2 separate regions of the Mus musculus genome follow, and region 2 is linked to region 1. The links are chromatin contacts, called in public Hi-C maps. All regions are on one chromosome and are shown on one strand. The core of a region is the stretch at or near the end of the contact, and the rest is flanking DNA. Distances in the headings are between cores, read along the strand shown. Region 1 has its middle 22 kb from the start of Gm41331. Region 2 overlaps Pvt1 (Pvt1 oncogene).

Region 1 (2,700 bases), core at 181-2,680:
GCTCACCGGTTGTGGGTCTTTTCCTGGGAAGGCATGAACAGATGTCTGTTCACCTAGACATGGCGAAAGGACTAGAGCTAGCCAAAGCATGGCAAACCAGTGGATATAATTGGGGCTGCGTACAGTGGCACGGTCAAAATCAACCTACAGGATTGTGGGTAATATATGGGTAGATCATAGAAGAGTTGCTCCCACCACGGCAATTGTTAAGTTCTTTTATATCCTTAGGAGGAAGGATGGGACACATGCAAACATTTTATGCTGTACTGCTCTCTGAGCCCCCCGCCCCTGGGGTTCAATCCTCTGAGGTCTCGGGACAATCACAGTTGCTTTGATTTCATGATTGCAATGTCTGTCCAGCCAGAGGGGCAGAGTTCCACACCATTGCTCAAACGATACATCACTGGATGCTACCTCCCACCGTCCATACTTAGATGATCTGTCCCCTGGTCATGAATGTACTGAGTGGAACCCAGTTGAGCTGCCTTACCTGATGTTCTGTGTGTCAACACCAGGTTTAACATGCCTGTTTGAATATTTTCTTTTCGGGGGCTGTCTGTGCCCATATGCAGGTTAAGTCTGTTTCAAGTAAGTTGCTTCCTTGTGTCTGTGCTTTAAGATAATTTTTTTAAACTCCTGTTCCCCAGGATACACCCAACAGGACATGGTCTTTATGTCATAGAATGTTTATTTAGCCATTCTTATTTCTACCACCTGTTGTACACATCCACGAAAGTGCTGAATTTGTGAATTTTCCCTTTCTCTGGAGCATACCCTGAAATTGCTTCAACACTTTTTAATATAAACACTCAAGTTTATATCCTATCTAAATTAAAAAAAAAATCTGTTTTACTAGGTCAGATGTTACCAGTGTCATACTTGGTGTTAAGATGATTCTCAGGCAGGTAAGCATGGTCATTCTTTTCTGTTAGTTAATTAGAACCATTTAAATGGTAGTGCTTATTTTGGGCGTTTTGGGCTTCTATTTATTTATTTTTAACTGACTGGCTCTTTACATGTTACAAATAAGTAAGAATGGAACAATGAATTCCGAACTATTCCAACTTCTGTTTTCCTTTGTAGATTTATAAGTCAGCTATAATTTAAAATCACAGATGGCAGCGAACTGGGGGGTTGGGGGGGGGGAAAGTCATGCTTTCTACTCTATAGGACATAAAACAACCAGTGGAAGCTTGGGAAGGAATCCCAGGCAGGATTATGTGCAAAATTCAATGATACCAAAAAGGGGCAAATTTTGTTAAAAAAGTTATTGGAAGGTAATGTGAACACTGAAGGATGAAGCTAGGGATGGAGATGGCTGGAAGATCTTTCCACAGAAAGACTTGTCAGAGGAAGAGCACATAACATTTGCTAATTGACACCCTAAAACTTGTGGTTTATACCCCATGGTAGTGTTCTGTAGGTGTGTGTGTGTGTGTGCGTTTAAACAATAGGGTGTTGTCTAGTGTGATATCCTGTCTCTTTCCTGTGCAATAGCTGCTGTGGTTTTCATGCTTTTTCTCAATAGACAATATCATCTTTTTGAAGATCCCACCCTACACCTCAATTATTGTCTCCTTAGATACAGGACTGTCCATGGGACATGAGCTTCCAAGGACAGGGTAGGCTCATACTCAGAGAGTAACCTTGGCTGTAGGTCCATCTGGACCTCTACAGAGTAGGAAGGGTTTTAATAAAAATATTTACAACCTAGTTGATTGTAGACAGTTCCTTGGAACTAAGCAGCTTCAAAAACAATTCTGAATTTCATTCTTTGAGGACATATATGAGCACCCCTTAACCCTTTACCCCAGCCATGCTTACAGAGATGGGAAATTCAAATACTTATCAAACTAAACAGCTATACCAAAAGAAACCATTGTATTAGAAAATAACTCAGATCATTAATTTTATTTTTGTCTTCAAGAGGGAATATAAGTAGGCACAGTTTCTTTCTTTTTTTTTAATTAGGTATTTTCCTCATTTACATTTTCAATGCTATCCCAAAGGTCCCCCATACCCACCCCCCAAATCCCCTACCCACCCACTCCCCCTTTTTGGCCCTGGCGTTCCCCTGTACTGGGGCATATAAAGTTTGCAAGTCCAATGGGCCTCTCTCTGCAGTGATGGCCAACTAGGCCATCTTTTGATACATATGCAGCTAAAGACAAGAGCTCCCGGGTACTGGTTAGTTCATATTGTTGTTCCACCTATAGGGTTGCAGTTCCCTATAGCTCCTTGGGTAATTTCTCTAGCTCCTCCATTAGGGGCCGTGTGACCCATCCATTAGCTGACTGTGATCATCCACTTCTGTGTTTGCTAGGCCCCGGCATAGTCTCACAAGAGAGAGCTATAACTGAGTCCTTTCAGCAAAATCTTGCTAGTGTATGCAATGGTGTCAGCATTTGGAAGCTGATTATGGGATGGATCCCTGCATATGGCAGTCACTAGATGGTCCATCCTTTCGTCACAGCTCCAAATTTTGTCTCTGTAACTCCTTCTATGGGTGTTTTGTTCCCATTTCTAAGAAAGGGTAAAGTGTCCACACTTTGGTCTTCGTTCTTCTTGAATTTCATGCGTTTGGCAAGTTGTATCTTATATCTTGGGTATCCTAAGTTTCTGGACTATTATCCACTTATCAGTGAGTACATATTGTGCGAGTTCCTTTGTGATTGGGTTACTTCACTCAGGATGATACCC
Region 2 (2,700 bases), core at 157-2,656, 2.0 Mb after region 1:
AGGATAACTTAAGAGTATTGTCTTCAGGAATGCCATCACTTTCTTTGAAACAGCTTCTCGAATCGGTCTGGAGCTCACTAATTATGTTAGATGGGTTGGCCAGCGAACCCCTAAGACTTGCTTCCCTGCCTTCCTGGGATGGAGATTCTGAGTGTGTACCTCCATGCCCAGCAAGGTTGCTTTCTTCAACTTGCCCTTTGATGCTTTCTGAGTTTGTCCGTTTCCCATATCCTGAGTCGTTTTTAGGGCTTTAGGGTTTCATCCATGCTTAATTATCATATATAGGCATGGAGGTAGAGAATTATTTGTCATCTCTTTTTCATCCAATCATGTTTATATCTTAAACTTTCATCATTTATATTAAAGCACCGTACAATGCTCATTTCTATCAGTGTGTCATGGTTAGTGAAGCTGATTATATTTAAAACCAGTTGGCATACAAGGGACTCCAGTTTGCTCTTACACCTGGGGTTTTTTTTTTTGTGTGTGTGTGTGTGTGGGGGGGGGGGGGTGCGGCTGTGCACCTCTCTGCATGTAAGTTTTCTTGGAAATCATTTGGACACATTCTCAGCAGAAGGTTTATTGAGTCAAAGGCCACAGTTTAATAACTCTTGACCCATATTGCCAAATTACTTTAAATAGGGTTGTTTACACTGCCTCAGTTAACAGGAGGACATGCCAGCTTTACCACCCACCAATGTCGATTAGTATTTTAAAAAAACATGTTATTTAATAGGTACAAAATAATCTCTTTTTAATTCACATATATTTATTCTAGGGAGGATCTATCCCCCCACCCCCATCTGTTTGTTTACCAACTCTCTTTGAGAATGCTGACCTTCACCTACACCAACACCTGCTGCTTCTAGAAGCTACTTTATTCTTTTCCATGTGAATCCCTTCAAGATGACCCAGGGGTAGTGTTGGCCTAACTTCAAGTGTGTGAACTTCAACATTGAGCCTTTGTGTGAAAATGATGTTTTTTTGTTTGTTTGTTTTTTGTTTGTTTGTTTGTTTGTTTTTTTTGTTTTTGTTTTTTGTTTTTTTGTTTTTTTTTTTTTTTTTTGACTTGCTTCAGAGCTTGAAGGCCAGGACCGAAACAACTTATTCTTAACCTATGAAGCCACCAAATTGGCCCCTGGCCCCTGGGCTTTGTGACTTTGAACTTAACACTTGTTTCTCTTCCTCTCTCCTGCCCCAGCTTTGCTTGATGAGCAAAACAGGATTTTTCTGAAGAAAAATCTTTGAGATACACCCCCTCAACTATTTTTGGGTTTCTTACTTTGTGGGAGGGAGAGAGAGAGAGAGAGAGAGAGAGAGTGAGAGAGAGTCAGAGAGTCATGTGTTCCTGTTAAGGTTTGTTTTAAGTATGAGCAGTTGTTTACCTTTCTAGACAGCTTTCTTTGATTTTCTTCTCCCTGCCTAACCCACAGCATCCTGTGGCCTTGAGGCTTCTTCAGCACCTTGTCTCTGCTCTCTGCCCCAAAGCATGCTGGAGCTCCTTCAACTCTCTAGCTGGAGCCCCTTTTGCACAAGGAAGGCCTACAGTAGCTGGAAGAGCCCAGCAGAGAATTTCTAGACCTTTGCTGTCCCAAAGGAAGAGAGGAGTTTGCCTGGATGCGTAGCCGTGCCCACAGTCACCTGGGTGTACGTGAGCGGAACCGGAACTTCAGCTGAGATTTGCAGTTTCTCTCTGGGGCTATTGCTCCCAGCCCTTTGGTCCCTGAGTCCTCTCTCTGACTTCCTTATAGTGCTCCTGCTTCGATTCCTCCTGGGCTTCAGAGCGATGCATTCGTTTCGCATTGTTTGATGCAGGGTTTCATGTTGACCAAGTTGGCATTAGCTGTACTCAAGGCTTCCGATCCTTCTGCCCCTACCTCTCTACCACTGTGTATACTTCCCATGTGAGATATATATTATATTCCATGTGGATTCCTTCAAGATGAGCCAATGGCAGTGTAGTATAAGTGAAGAAACTTGAACATTGAGCCCGTGTGTGAAATGCTGCTTTTTTTTTTTTTCTTCTAATTATGATGGAAAAGATGTATGAAAATCAAGAGGGACTGAGGGATTGCTGTATAGATATGTCTGCCTGTAAACGCATGACCACATCTGTTGTTGCACACTCAGACCTGTCTTACACAAACATCTTCAACCTCATTTTACTCTGCCATTGGCAATAAAATAGCTTTTATTTAAAAAAATAAATTAAAAACCCCCAAAACAGTGATCACATGGTAAACCCCAAACTGGAGGCTGGGTGACTCCAGCGAGTGACTTCTTTGGGATTGATATCTTCTTTGATGAGATTCATGGTTGGCTTCTGTCCTGTCCTGGGCTGACTCATAGGTTGATAGTTGACCCGGGGTCACTTGAGATCATTTTCATATTTAAGAACTCATTTGTATGTTTGTTTCTTTTTTTCCTTTGTCAGTATTTCCCTCCTCACCCCTGTGTGTGGATATGTGTACTGGGGTGTCATGAAACTACTTAGAGGAGGTTCTCTGTGGGGCATAAGCGAAAACTCACAAGGATCGTTGGAAAGCAAAATAAAACGAAACAAACCCTGCCAGTAAGTTCTTGTCTGTGTTGCTCAATGCCTCCTTCTCCACCTCAGGACTTGTTAACCTCACAGGAACTCTGGGCTGGATTCCTCCTTCAGCACAGCACAGTCCTGGTATGGGAGTTTAGGAGATTCTG

Evidence for each region. Hi-C and Micro-C count contacts between places; a contact is called where the count stands out from the background.
Region 2: a contact with region 1 is called in a Hi-C map of CD8 T cells, with 2.9 times the contacts expected there. The contact joins two enhancer-like sites. A contact is called at or near these places in 2 of 484 Hi-C or Micro-C datasets (CD4 T cells and CD8 T cells) and 1 of 115 datasets of contacts at active chromatin or transcription factors (thymic regulatory T cells).

Annotation. Positions count from the first base shown.
Region 1 is chr15:60,118,656-60,121,355 of GRCm38.p6, forward strand. No RefSeq gene overlaps it. Among named protein-coding and RNA genes, the nearest start is that of Gm41331, 22 kb to the right of the region's middle. Within about 2 kb of position 1,431, at least 16 of the 459 cell types and tissues checked have an H3K27ac peak or open chromatin away from gene starts, as enhancers often do. A contact at or near this core is called in CD8 T cells and thymic regulatory T cells, where this site is marked.
Region 2 is chr15:62,163,570-62,166,269 of GRCm38.p6, forward strand. All of the region lies in intron 1 of Pvt1 (Pvt1 oncogene), which reads left to right. Among named protein-coding and RNA genes, the nearest start is that of Pvt1, 130 kb to the left of the region's middle. Within about 2 kb of position 1,407, at least 42 of the 459 cell types and tissues checked have an H3K27ac peak or open chromatin away from gene starts, as enhancers often do. A contact at or near this core is called in CD8 T cells and thymic regulatory T cells, where this site is marked.